Regions from separate parts of the Sus scrofa genome. Here region 2 is linked to region 1. The links are chromatin contacts, called in public promoter capture Hi-C maps. All regions are on one chromosome and are shown on one strand. Each heading gives the region's core, a stretch centred on a gene start, on an enhancer-like site or on the middle of the called end of the contact. The rest is flanking DNA. Distances are from core to core; before and after follow the strand shown. Region 1 holds the start of C3 (complement C3). Region 2 holds the start of GTF2F1 (general transcription factor IIF subunit 1).

What was found. Promoter capture Hi-C pulls out the DNA fragments that hold promoters and counts their contacts.
Region 2: a promoter capture Hi-C map of liver shows a contact between it and region 1, with 3 times the contacts expected there. The contact joins the promoter of GTF2F1 here to the promoter of C3 in region 1. A contact is called at or near these places in 1 of 5 promoter capture datasets (liver) and 3 of 47 Hi-C or Micro-C datasets (heart right ventricle and liver).

The regions. Positions count from the first base shown.
Region 1 is chr2:72,428,483-72,434,379 of Sscrofa11.1, reverse strand. It overlaps C3 (complement C3), which reads right to left and starts at 2,887. Exons shown (of 41, transcript NM_214009.1): 1 at 2,751-2,887; 2 at 1,845-2,037; 3 at 1,003-1,165; 4 at 835-905. The coding sequence starts at 2,824.
Region 2 is chr2:72,685,157-72,691,053 of Sscrofa11.1, reverse strand. It overlaps GTF2F1 (general transcription factor IIF subunit 1), which reads right to left and starts at 3,442. Exons shown (of 12, transcript XR_301807.3): 1 at 3,035-3,442; 2 at 2,904-2,950; 3 at 2,085-2,157; 4 at 195-388.

The DNA.
Region 1 (5,897 bases), core at 1,638-4,137:
AAAGGGAGGGGGGAAATAACTCCGATTTATAAGATGCCAAAAAGAGATGGCAGGAAGGCAAAAAAGGGAGTGTGTGTGTGTGTGTGTGTGTGTGTGTGTGTGTGTGTTCTGTTGCAATTTTACAGGGCGCTCTGACAAGCCTCACTGTAAAATTGGTACACTGGTGACATTTGAGCAAAGACTTGAAGGAGGTGAGGGAGCAAACTGTGTGGATATTTGCAGGAAGAGCATTTGGGGGGGAGGGGGAACAACCCCTGCAAAGGTCTTGGGGCAGGACTGTGCCTGGATTGTTGCAAGAACGGTGACGAGGCCCACGTGGCTGGAGCGGAGGGAGGAAGAGAGAGGGAAGAAAGGAGGGTGGGCAGGGTGCGGGAGCAGGTCTTGCAGGGCCTTGAGGCCCGTGGGGAGGACTTGGGCATTTACCCCAGGAGCGGGGAGCCCTGGAAAACGGCAGGCAGAGGAGGGGTGGAACCTGACTCAGGTGCTCCCACGCGCCCTCTGGCGGGCAGTAGGCGGAACAGACTACATAGAATTAGTACCTGTCGTGTCAGTCTTCAAATGAGGAAACTGAGGCTTGGAAAGATGAAGTGACCTGTCCAGATTCACACAGTGACCAGGGACTTATCTGGAGCCGTCATCCACGGTAAGCATCGCTGGGTCCCCGCCTCTCTCCCGATCTCTCTGTGTGCCCTTACGTTTTTGGGGTTTTGTTTTTTGCCTTTATGTCTCTGCTGCTGGGCCTTTGCCGGAATCCCTTTCTCTGTTTCTCTCTCTCTCTTTGTCTCTCCCCGAGTCCCTGCCCTGGGTATGTCTGGGGCCCCAGTCGGCTGGTACCTCAATGGTGACGACAATGGTCTGGCCCACGGGCAGCAGCTTGTGGTCAACGGTGAAGATCCGATAGAGGACTGAGCAGTGGTGGGAGAGAAAAGCAGAGCCGGGTGAGGCCCTGCCCCTTCCTCCAGCCCTGCCCCTGGCTCTCTGCAGCCACCCTCAGCCCCTTACCCGTGGAGCCTGGGGTGTAGATAGTCTTGTCCGTCTGGATGAAGAGGTACCCGCTCTGAAGGCTGACCAGCACCACCTTCTCCACCTGGACGTTCCCAAAGAGCGCCTGAACGGTCACGAACTTGTGCCCCTTCTCTGATTTGAACTCCTTGCTGGCCGGGATCTGAGCAGGAACCAGGGGATCACTAGGGGCCAAGACCCCTTGCCCACCATCCAGCCTCTAGGACTTCGGCTGGGTCCGCACCCGCCCCTCCTCGCAACAGAGCCTGCTTGTCACTTCTGGTCCTCCTGCTTTGCCCAGGTTTGGGGAGAGAAGAGGTACTCGGGGAAGGGCCAAAGGGCAAGAGAGGGGGTAGGGAGTCAGAGGGAGGGATGGGAAGGGGGATTCAGGCAGGGGGCTTAGCGGAAGGAGGGCTCAGAAGGGGTAGGGGGTTCAGAAAGGGGAGGAGACTCGGAGAGGGGACGGGTTCTAAAAGAAGAAAGGACTTAGGGAGGAGGGTTGGAGGGGAGGGGTCAGAAATGGGGAAGGGCTCAGACATGGTGGGGCTTGGAAGGGGGCCGGGCTGAGAGAAAGACGAGGGCTCAGAAGGTGGGGACACTCAGAGAAAGACCGGGATGAGAGAGTGGGAGGGGGCTCCAAAAAGTGACCCGGACTCCAAAAGGGGAAGGGCTCCGAAGGGGAGGAGACTCAGAGGGGCGGGGTTCAGAATGGAGACACTCAGACAGAAGGGGCGGGGCTCAGGCAGGGTGGGTGGGGCTCAGAAAGGGAGGAGGGGCTCAGCTACCAAGAGGACTCAAAGAAGGGGTGGGGCTTCAGCGGTCCGGCTGTTGAGCGCGCCCACCTTGATGTTGACGGTGCTCAGGTAGTTGTTGGCGTTGTTCAGCGTCGTGGTCTCGCTGGACAGCACCTGTCTCTTGGCCGGGAAGTCATGGACGGTGACCGAAACCCGAATATCCCCTTGCCCTTCGTGGGCCTCCAACACCACCATCTCCTCACTCTCCAGACGCAGGACGTTGGGGGTGATTATGGTGTAACTGCGGGAGGGGAGGACGAGGCGTAGAGCTGTCATCCCAGGGGCACGAGATGCTAGGCACCCCCAGGGTCAGCGCTCTGCCCCAGCCCCTAGCCCTGCGGGGGATCCGATGACTGGAGGACAGCTTGGGGGCTTCAGATCCCATCAATTCCTGAACCTCAAAATCAGAACCAATTCCTCCAAGACGATGGACTTCCAAGCCCACAATCAAACCCACAAATTCCAGAAGTCTCAACCCTTCAATCTTTTTTTTAATCGTTTATTTATTTTTTATCATTTTATGGTCGCACCGGATCAGCGACCCTGGCCTCTGCAGTCGAATTCTTAACCCACTGCTCCAAGGTCAGAACTCCTAAATCTTTAAATACCTCAAGTCTCTAAATACCCAAACCCTGGAACACCCTAAACAGCCTCCTAAACCTCTAGCACCCCAGACCTATAAATACAACCCAATCCATCCCCTCAGCCACATACATCCAAACCGCATCTCTGAAACTCCTAAATGCTAAAACTACAAACTCCCAGATCCTATGGAGTCCAAACTTCTGAGACTCACCCAACCCCAACTTCTGAGACTCACCCCAACCTCATCACAAGCCACAGAATCAACCAGCACCGTACATGCACCCTAAACCTGCAGAGACCTATACTCACAAGTGCCCACTCCCAATGCAGAAGCAGCCTTGTTTGGGGGTTGGGGTTGTGATTACTCACATGGGATCCCCCAGGGCTAGGGGGAGGCTGGTCAGGAGCAGCAGCAGCAGCCTGGGACCCGAGGTGGACCCCATGATGGAGGGACGGTGGAGGGACAAAGGGACAGAGGGAAAGGACGGGGGTGGGGGGGAAGTGAGCAGAGGCTGCTGGAGGCTGCCTTTTATCTGGCAGCTGCTTTTCCCCCTCTTCAGCCCAGCCCTCCACTCCCTGTGGCCTCCCCCCTCCCTGGGGCTGCCCCAGATTTCTCAATGTCATTTCCAAAGTTTTTCAATCTGTGTGGCCATCACAGTCCTGGGGAAAATAACCTAAGGGCACGTCCTCCTGCAACAAGAATACAACAGCCTCCTGCCCTGGCCTCTCTCATGGTCAAGGCTGGCTGGTGAATGGGGACCTGTCCCTGCTATACCCACTTTGTAGTGGAGGAAAATTATTCTCTCTTCCCCAGATAGTGCCTGCCCCCCTTCCCCGATATCTGCACCTGGCTCTCAGTCCACTTTTGGCCATGCACTTATTAACCAAACCCTTCCTGTGAATTCAAGTCGATGCTGGCAGCAAGAGTCCCACTTCCAGAGTCTTCCATGCTGGGGTGGGGGTGGGAGACAGAGTCCAGCACCAACACTCCTAGCCCCATGGAGTGTCTTCCCTGGTGGAGAAGAACTCAGCTTCTTGGAGGGTCAGGGAAATCTTCTTGGAGGAGGGGACATTTCAGCTGGGCTTTGACGAATATATAGGAGTTCACTATCCATATGAGAATGCTTTCTAGGGCATGGAGAGCCTGGAGCTCCCTTCACCTACTCTTGCCAGGAGGCCTGAGTAGCTATGATTTTTTTTATAAAAGTCATAATCAAGGGAGGTCCTATTGCTAGCTTTTATGTTGCATCAACATCTTCTTAGGATATTATTATTATTATTAAAAATTGTATGTAATTTTTTGCATATGAACAGGTATTATATTCATACGGTTCAACATCTAAAAGGTAAAAGTGCATCCACAGGTGTTTCCATGGTGGTGCAGTGGAATCCGTCTAGGAGCCATGAGGTTGCAGGTTCGACCCCTGGCCTCACTCAGGGGGTTAAGGATTCAGCGTTGCTGTGAGCTGTGGTGTAGGTCGCAGATGTAGCTCAAATCCTGCATTGTTGTGACTGTGGCGTAGGCTGGCAGTCATAGCTCTGATTCAGCCCCTAGCCTGGGAATGTCCATATGCTGCAGGTGTGGCCCTAAAAAGCAAAACAAAACAAACAAACAAAAAAAAGTGCACATACAGGGAAAAACAATCTTCTTCTCACTCCTGTTGCTAACCATCCAGGTCTCAGACAGGACCATGGAACCAAATCTCAGGTTTACAAATGTTCACACATTTTAAAAACACATATTAGCAAGCTCTACACACTATTCTTCCTGGGTTATACCTGCTTTTTCATAAACAATATACCTCAGATATCATTTCATATCAGTGCACAGAGAGCTTCCTTGTTCTCACAGGCAATGGCCTCACATTACATTGTGGAAGCAAGCAGCCACTTCTTAATGGACAGACAGATGGTTATTGTTACAGAGCATGCTCCCTCCAGATTGTTCAGTGGTAAACTTTGAGCAAGTTACTGATAACCACTTGCCCCTCGGTTTCCTCATGTAAAGTGGGGTTATAACAGCAGCCACTTCAAAGGGTTCTTGCCGCAATGGGATAACTCTGGATCAACAGTAATCTCGCTAGATATCATTCGGTTCCTGTCCATAATTATATTGATTTGCATACTTGCCAGCCCTGCACAAAACTGCCAATTTCCCCTTGGGGGGGCAAAAGTTTGGATTTTTGCCTCAGTGTCGTTTTAATTGGATTTTGATTTGACTTTCAGTTGAGCATGGGGGGGGGGGCGGTGATGGAAGGGGTAGGAGGGGGGAATCCAGATCCTGGAGAGCTGGTTTCCAAAGCTCCCTGGAAGGGGTTAATGGGGAATTTGCTCTGATTTCCTGTAAACCACGCTTGTTCCTGGCGATGCCCCCCGCCCCGAGTGGGGGGAGGTGTGGAGAAATAGAACAAACCTGGCCTCTGTCTGCTCTGATTGCGACACCCTTTCTTTGGAAGACAAGGAGGAGGGTGAGGCAAATACCTGATTACTCTCCAGAATCAGGGTTCAACTTCTGAAACTGGGATGGGGGCACACCTGCCAGGACCCCCCAACCCCCCATATCTTATCTTCCTCCTCTGTCCTCCTGCCAAAATATCCACCCCATTTCCTGGTTTCATTATAGCCTTAAGCATTGGAGCTCTGTGATTTGAGAGCCTGGAGAAGGAATTCCTGCTAGACTTGAGAGGCTGACTCCTTTTCCCTCAGCCCCTCAGTGGGTCCATCTGAGCAATGGGCCTGATGGTAGTTCCTGCTGTTTGACAATTCAGGGAACCCAGATGTCTCGGAGCCCTGGGCTTGCAGGGAAGGCTTATTTGCATGGCAGTGGGAGTCTGGGAAGAGTCCTGGCCCTGATCTGGAGGGAGTGACCCGAGGAATGGAGGGGAACGTGGAGAAATGTCTCCTGGGGTGGGGAGGAGCGAGAGGAGGAATTCCCCAGGGTTTTTTCCTGGGAAATGGACATTTGTGATCAGAAGTTTGGGGAAGGGGGGTGGGGGGGCAAAATAAGTGGACAGAGGAGGGAGGAAGGAGGCGTTCATGGTATGGATGGAGGGAGTGTGAGGCTGCCTGAGCTGGTCCTAAGTGGGATGTCTGAGACTTTTTTTTTTTTTTTTTTTTTTTTTGTCTTTTTAGGCCTGCACCTGCAGCATGTGGAAATTCCCAGGCTAGGGGTTGAATCACAGCTGCAGCTGCTGGCCTACCTCACAGCCACAGCCACACTGGATCCAAGCTACATCTCCCTCCTCCACTACAGCTTGTGGCAATGCTGGATCCTTGACCCAATGAGCAAGGCCAGGGATTGAATCCGCATCTTCATGAATACTAGTCGGGTTCTTAACCCACTGAATTACAATGGGAACTCCTCTGCGACATTTTTAGATCAATGAAATAATCTGTTGTTTATCTGAAATTCAAGTTTAGCCAGGCATTCTGCATTTTATCTGGGAACACTAGCTGGAGTGCAGGAGAGAAGAAAGGAAGGGAAGTGGGCATGATTTCTAGGCAAGGGGAGCCCAG
Region 2 (5,897 bases), core at 2,193-4,692, 260 kb before region 1:
CCCTCAGTGTGAGCACCAGGACCTGAGCCTCGCCCTCCTGCATCCTGCCCCTCCGACCTCCTGCCCTGGCATCCACTCGGCTCATCTTCCCAAATAAAGGATAAGGTGTCACCCACACTGTACAGCCGGACGTGCAAGTTCCCGTGCAAGTTCAGCCAGGGTACCCAAGGAGTGAGGGCGGGAAAGGCACTTACTTCCGGCCTGCCTTGCCATTGATGCGGAGCAGCCAGGGCTGGTCCTCCGGCCGGAACTCCTTCAGGACGATGCCGTACTTCTTCCTCCGGGCCTCCTCCCGGAGCTTGCGGTTGAACTCACTGCCAGCGCCTGATTCTGGCATCTCCTCCTCTTGGTAAATCTTCTTGTTACTCAGGTCACGTTCCAGCCGGGCCTGAGGGATCAGGGAGCAACACCTCTCATGAGGGAGCCTGCCCTCGCCCCCCTCTGCCCCTGCCAACGACACCCCTTCCTCCCTTCCAAGTTGAGAAGTGGCCATTCAGAGCTGATTTCTGGCTTGGCCAAAAGGTGCTCAGTGACTGTGGGTAAAGGGATCTAGGTTAAGCCCTGTACTATGTCTCTTTTTTGCAGCTTTTTGAAAGTTTGAAGTCATTTCGTAATGTAAAGTTTAAAAAAAAAAAAAAAAAAAAAAAAAGGAAAGAGGAGTTTCTGCTATGGAGCTGTGGGATCCATGCTGTTTCTGCAGCACCAGTACACAGGTTCACCAGAACAGTGAGTTAAGGATCCAGCGTTGCCACAGCTGCACACTGCGGCTGGGATTTGATCCCTGACCAGGGAACTCCATGTGCCATGAGGCAGCAAAAAAGAAAGTAAGAAAAAGAATTTTTAAAAAGAAAAGTCAGAATCCAGCCACTTCTCATAAGCTGTTTGCTCCAAGCCCCATCAAGGCTCACCTCCCCCTGTTCTCCCCTGTTCTCCTTTCACCTGCCTTTGACCCTTCAGTGGCCAGTTCACTTTACAATTTCTCTGTTTAACCTTTAATGGCTGCTGTTATGGATGGATGTCTGCGTCCCCCCAAGATGCATATGTTAAAACCTAATTTCCAGTGTGATGATATTTAGGACGGGTCCTGCCAGTGATTAGGTTATGAGGTTGGAGCCTTATGAATGGGATGAGCGCCCTTAAAAAGGATCCCAGGAGTTCCTGTCATGGTGCAGTGGAAACAAATCTGACTAGGAACCATGATGTTGCGGGTTTGATCCCTGGCTTCACTCAATGGGTTAAGGATCCGGCGTTGCCATGAGCTGTGGTGTAGGTTGCAGACATGGCTCGGTTCTGGCATTGCTGTGGCTGTGGTTCTGGTGTAGGCTGGTGGCTACAGTTCTGATTTGACCCTTAGCCTGGGAACCTCCATATGCCGTGGTTGCGGCCCTAAAAAGACCAAAAAAAAAAAAAAAAAAAAAAGGACCCCAGAGGAGTTCCCTTGTGGTGCAGCAGGTTAAGGATCTAGCGTTGTCACTGCAGTGGCACAGGTCACTGCTGGTGCTCGGGTTTGATCTTTGGCCTGACAAATTCTGCATGCCACGGAAAAAAAAAAAAAAAAAAAAAGGATCCCAGAGAGCTCCTTCCCCCTTCTACCAAGCAAGGACACAGTGAAATGAGCCAGGTGTGAACCAGGAAGCAGAGCCCCACCAGACACCAAACCTATTGGTCCCTTATCTTAGACTTCTAGCCTCCAGAACTGTGAGAAATAAATTTCTACTGTTGAGAAACCACAGTCTCTGGTATTCTGCTATAGCCTCCTGAATGAGCTAAGACAGCTCCCAAAGCCCTTGCTAGAGCCTCTGACAATGGGGGCTCTTAGAGCATCTGTAGGAGGCAGCCCCCTCCCTTGCCCAGATAAATCCAGGCCCAAGATGCCCACTGGTAGGCACAGCTCCTTTCAGGAGAAAACCTCCTGCATTTACCCCTCAGGCATGCTCAGCAACTTGGCCTCGGCCTTAGTCATCACTTATCTCCATGGTGAAGAGCTGAGGAAGCTAAGCCTTGGTTACTATCACAACTAAACAACTATAACAACCACAAAGTCCATGATTGGGTTCTCTCACCCCCTCCGAACCTCAACATACCTGATTCCAAGTAGCAAGATTGACTTTATCAGCTGCATTGAAGGCCATGATATTATATTTTTTGGTGGTATTTCTGGAATGGACATGAAGAGGCAGTGCTCAGTCATTCATTCAGTAAACCCTCCCTGGCTCAGCCCTTTGTGTCAGGCAATGCTGGGGACCCATAAAAGACCTCAGAGGTTCCCAGTCTGTTGGCAAAGTGGGATCCATATTCTCAACTCCATTCAGAAAAACGGACAAAGATTTCTAGGAACCCAAGATCTGGCGCTAACTGGGAACTCAGCCCTAGGCAAGGGGGGTGAGGTGGCAGATAGGGAATATAGTGGAACTAGGATTTCCAGGATCAACAAGAATCCACCCAGCAGTCACAGTGGGCAGTGGCAGAGGGAATGCTAGGTAGGGGGGCTGCATCATACCGGCACTGTTTTTGTTTTGTTTTTTGCTTTTTAAAAGGGCCAAACCGGCCACATACAGAAGTTCCTAGGGTCTAAACGGAGCTGCAGCTGCCAGCCTACACCACAGCCACAGCAACACTGGATCCTTAAACCACTGAGTGAGGCCAGGGATTGAACCCGCATCCTCATGGATATTAGCTGGGTTTCTTACCTCTAAGCCACACGGAACTCCCCATACTGTGTATTAATAATGCACCCATTCGTTCATTCATTCACTCTCTTCAAAAAACAGTGATGCCCCAGACACCTCGGCTCAACCTCAGCCCTGCCCTTAGATTGCTACCGGTCTGGAAGGAGAATCAGGAGGTGCCTGAAGGCTTAGTCCCTTTTGGGAGGAGACGGGGAACTGGGGTCTGGGACTTACTTGGGAACTCGGACAACATATTCAGTGACATTCTGGCTGCAGGGGCCCTGAGGGGAGAGAAAGCAGTGCAGTGAGTGAGGGAGTATAAAGGCTGCAGCCAGGACCCCGGAAACCCCTCGCCTTACACTTACGAGGGCCGCCATGGGCGATGCGCAATGGTAGAAATCTGGTCGGATCCTCGTCCTTTTCGACTCCCCCGGGATGAGGGTCTCTAGGTCCCGCGGAAGCCGCCCTCGAGGTTTCGGCTCTCTGGTCCCTGATCGAGAACCCCGAGCCGCCAATCCTAGGAAAAACTATCCGGGGGTGGCGCTGGAACAGCGGTCAGCCTCTGAGGCCTCTCGTGCCACGTCTGCGCCTGCGCAGCCACTTAAACCGGAAGCGAAACTCTCCCGTGGGCCGCGTCACAGGCTCCGAATCTGACTTAAAAGCAACACCTACTACTGCTCCTGCACCAGCTGACTGCAATATATAGTGCGGATAACTCAATCACGCTGTATAGTAACACCCCGCTCGTGACGTCCCAATTAAGGACCGCGGGGCATCTTGGGAAGGGGTGGAGAAACAAGCCTTTTTCCTGGCCGCCCAGAAGCCTTGCGCATGCGCTACTCCACTCCGGAAGTGAGTCCGAGGAGGCCGCGTTACCATGGTGCCTGAGACCTCCTTCGCACGGAAACACTGCGGCTCCACCTGAGTCTCTTTGGTGTTCATTTTTTCCCTAAGCCCCAGGAGGGAAACCATAATCTCGTCAAGTGATCGGGCCAGGAGCCCTTGTGACGTTGGAACCGAGCCAGGAGGGGTCAAGGCCTGGGTGGGGATCACCCCACCGGCCGCTGGCGGAGTGGGTCTGTGCAAGTTCAAGCTGCACAGATGGCCAGGGCCCTGAGGCCCCAGAAGGGTAACATCGCGGAGGTGGCTGGCTAACTGGATGGAAGGGAAGGAGGCTATGGAGGGCAGGAGAGAGGTACGAGAGGTACGAGTACCCTCCCTGTCCAATTCCAGGTGTGCACACACCCCTCCCCCACCATGTAGTAACACAACTGCGCATGCTCGCATGCTCGGGACCAGCCATTCTTCCATCCACTTTCAGCACCTGCTGGCTGGGTTCTGGGCAGTTCATGGTGAATATGACAAACCATCTCCTGTCCTCTTGGAGGTTGTGGTGGATTATACAGTCTCGGAAAATGATACCTACAAGCCAGGAAGAACAGGGCTGCTACGGGGAAAGAGCAGGTGGCTCAGGGAGGAGGGACTTTTTTTTTCTTTTTGTCTTTTTCCAGGGCCGCACCCGCGGCATATGGAGGTTCCTAGGCTAGGGGTCCAATCGGAGCTGTAGCCGCCGGCCTACGCCACAGCCACAGCAACGCGGGATCCGAGCCGCATCTGTGACCTACACCACAGCTCATGGAAACACCGGATCCTTAACCCACTGAGCAAGGCCAGGGATCGAACCCGAAACCTCATGGTTCCTAGTTGGATTCGTTAACCACTGAGCCACGACGGGAACTCCAAGAGGGACGTTTTAAACTAGGAGTTGGCTAAGCAAAGACACCAAAACTGCACCATAAACTACAGCACTCCATGGGTGGGTCTGATAGTTATGGACTTTCATTTATTCCTTACCCAATACCATACGTCAGAAACCACACCAACTACTTAGAAATATAGAGACGGGGAGTTCCATCGTGGTGCACCAGAAACAAATCCGACTAGGAACCATGAGGTTGTGGGTTTGATCCCTGGCCTTGCTCAGTGGGTTAAGGATCTGGCGTTGCTGTGAGCTGTGGTGTAGGTCTCAGGCTCAGCTCAGATCTGACGTTGCTGTACCTGTAGCGTAGACCAGCAGCAGTAGCTCCGATTGGACCCCTTGCCTGGGAACCTCCACATGCCCCCGGTGCAACCCTAAAAAAAAAGAAAAGACAAGAAATATAGAGATGGGATGAGAAAGACAAATAGTCCTTGTCCTCATGGAGTATGGAATACAGCGATCTGGCTGGGGAGACAAGAGCAAGTAAACAGGCAAAATCATTACTGATCGGGGCATTGCTGGAGGGAATGGGATTCCAAGACTGGGAATAATGGAATGGGAGGCTCTTTAGACAGAGCATATAGAAGACCTGATGGGTGAGCTGTGACCTGAAGGAGGGACTTCCAGGGAGGGGGGAATGGGGAGGAACATCATGGGAGGAATGAGTTCCAGGGACAGAAGGGAGGCCACTGAGGCTGAAATACTGTAAAGGAAGGGGAAGATGGTATGGAATGACACTGGAGGGATGGGCCAGTCCTTGCCCCTCTGTGCATCTCAGTTTCCTCAACTGTAAAATGGGGTGATGGGGTTATTGTGATGCTTTCAAGAAGGTGCTGCATGCAAAGGGCCTGGCCTGTTCGGATTCACATCCTTATCCACACAACCCACAGCAACACTAATGCATGCCCTACCTGGATATGCCGCTAGATGTGGAAATGCACCTGTAGATGCCACCCTAGGGCAAAAACGAGTCCACCAGCATTTGTGTGTCCCATGTTGTCAAGCTGTGCCTACAATCACCTTGGTGCCTGTCGGCCCCTACCAGGCACCAACCCTACTCCCTCCTCCCTGGGCACCAGAGACATCCTCAAGTCCCCCCTGATCATCTTCATGGTGGCCCAGGCTGTAGCAAAGGGACACAGTGCAAGAACACGGCAACGAAGTATGGCTTCTGCCATATGGGGCTGGGCCAGCTGCTGGGGCAGGAGGCCCAACAGGGCACCGGATGGGGCCAGAAGATCCGAGACATCATGCTGCAGGGACTCCTGGTGCCCATGGTGAGAGCTCATGGGCACGAGGAGGTGGGGGGTTGGATTCGGGGAGGTAGGGGCAGAGAGATGAAGGGGGTGCATAGGGAGGAACTTCCCAGGAAGGCCGTGTGGAAGCCGAGAGGCCCTGCAGGCCATGGCCACTGGCTGCTGCTTTACTGCCCTGAGCCTCTGTGTCCTCAACTGTAAAATAGGAGAGCA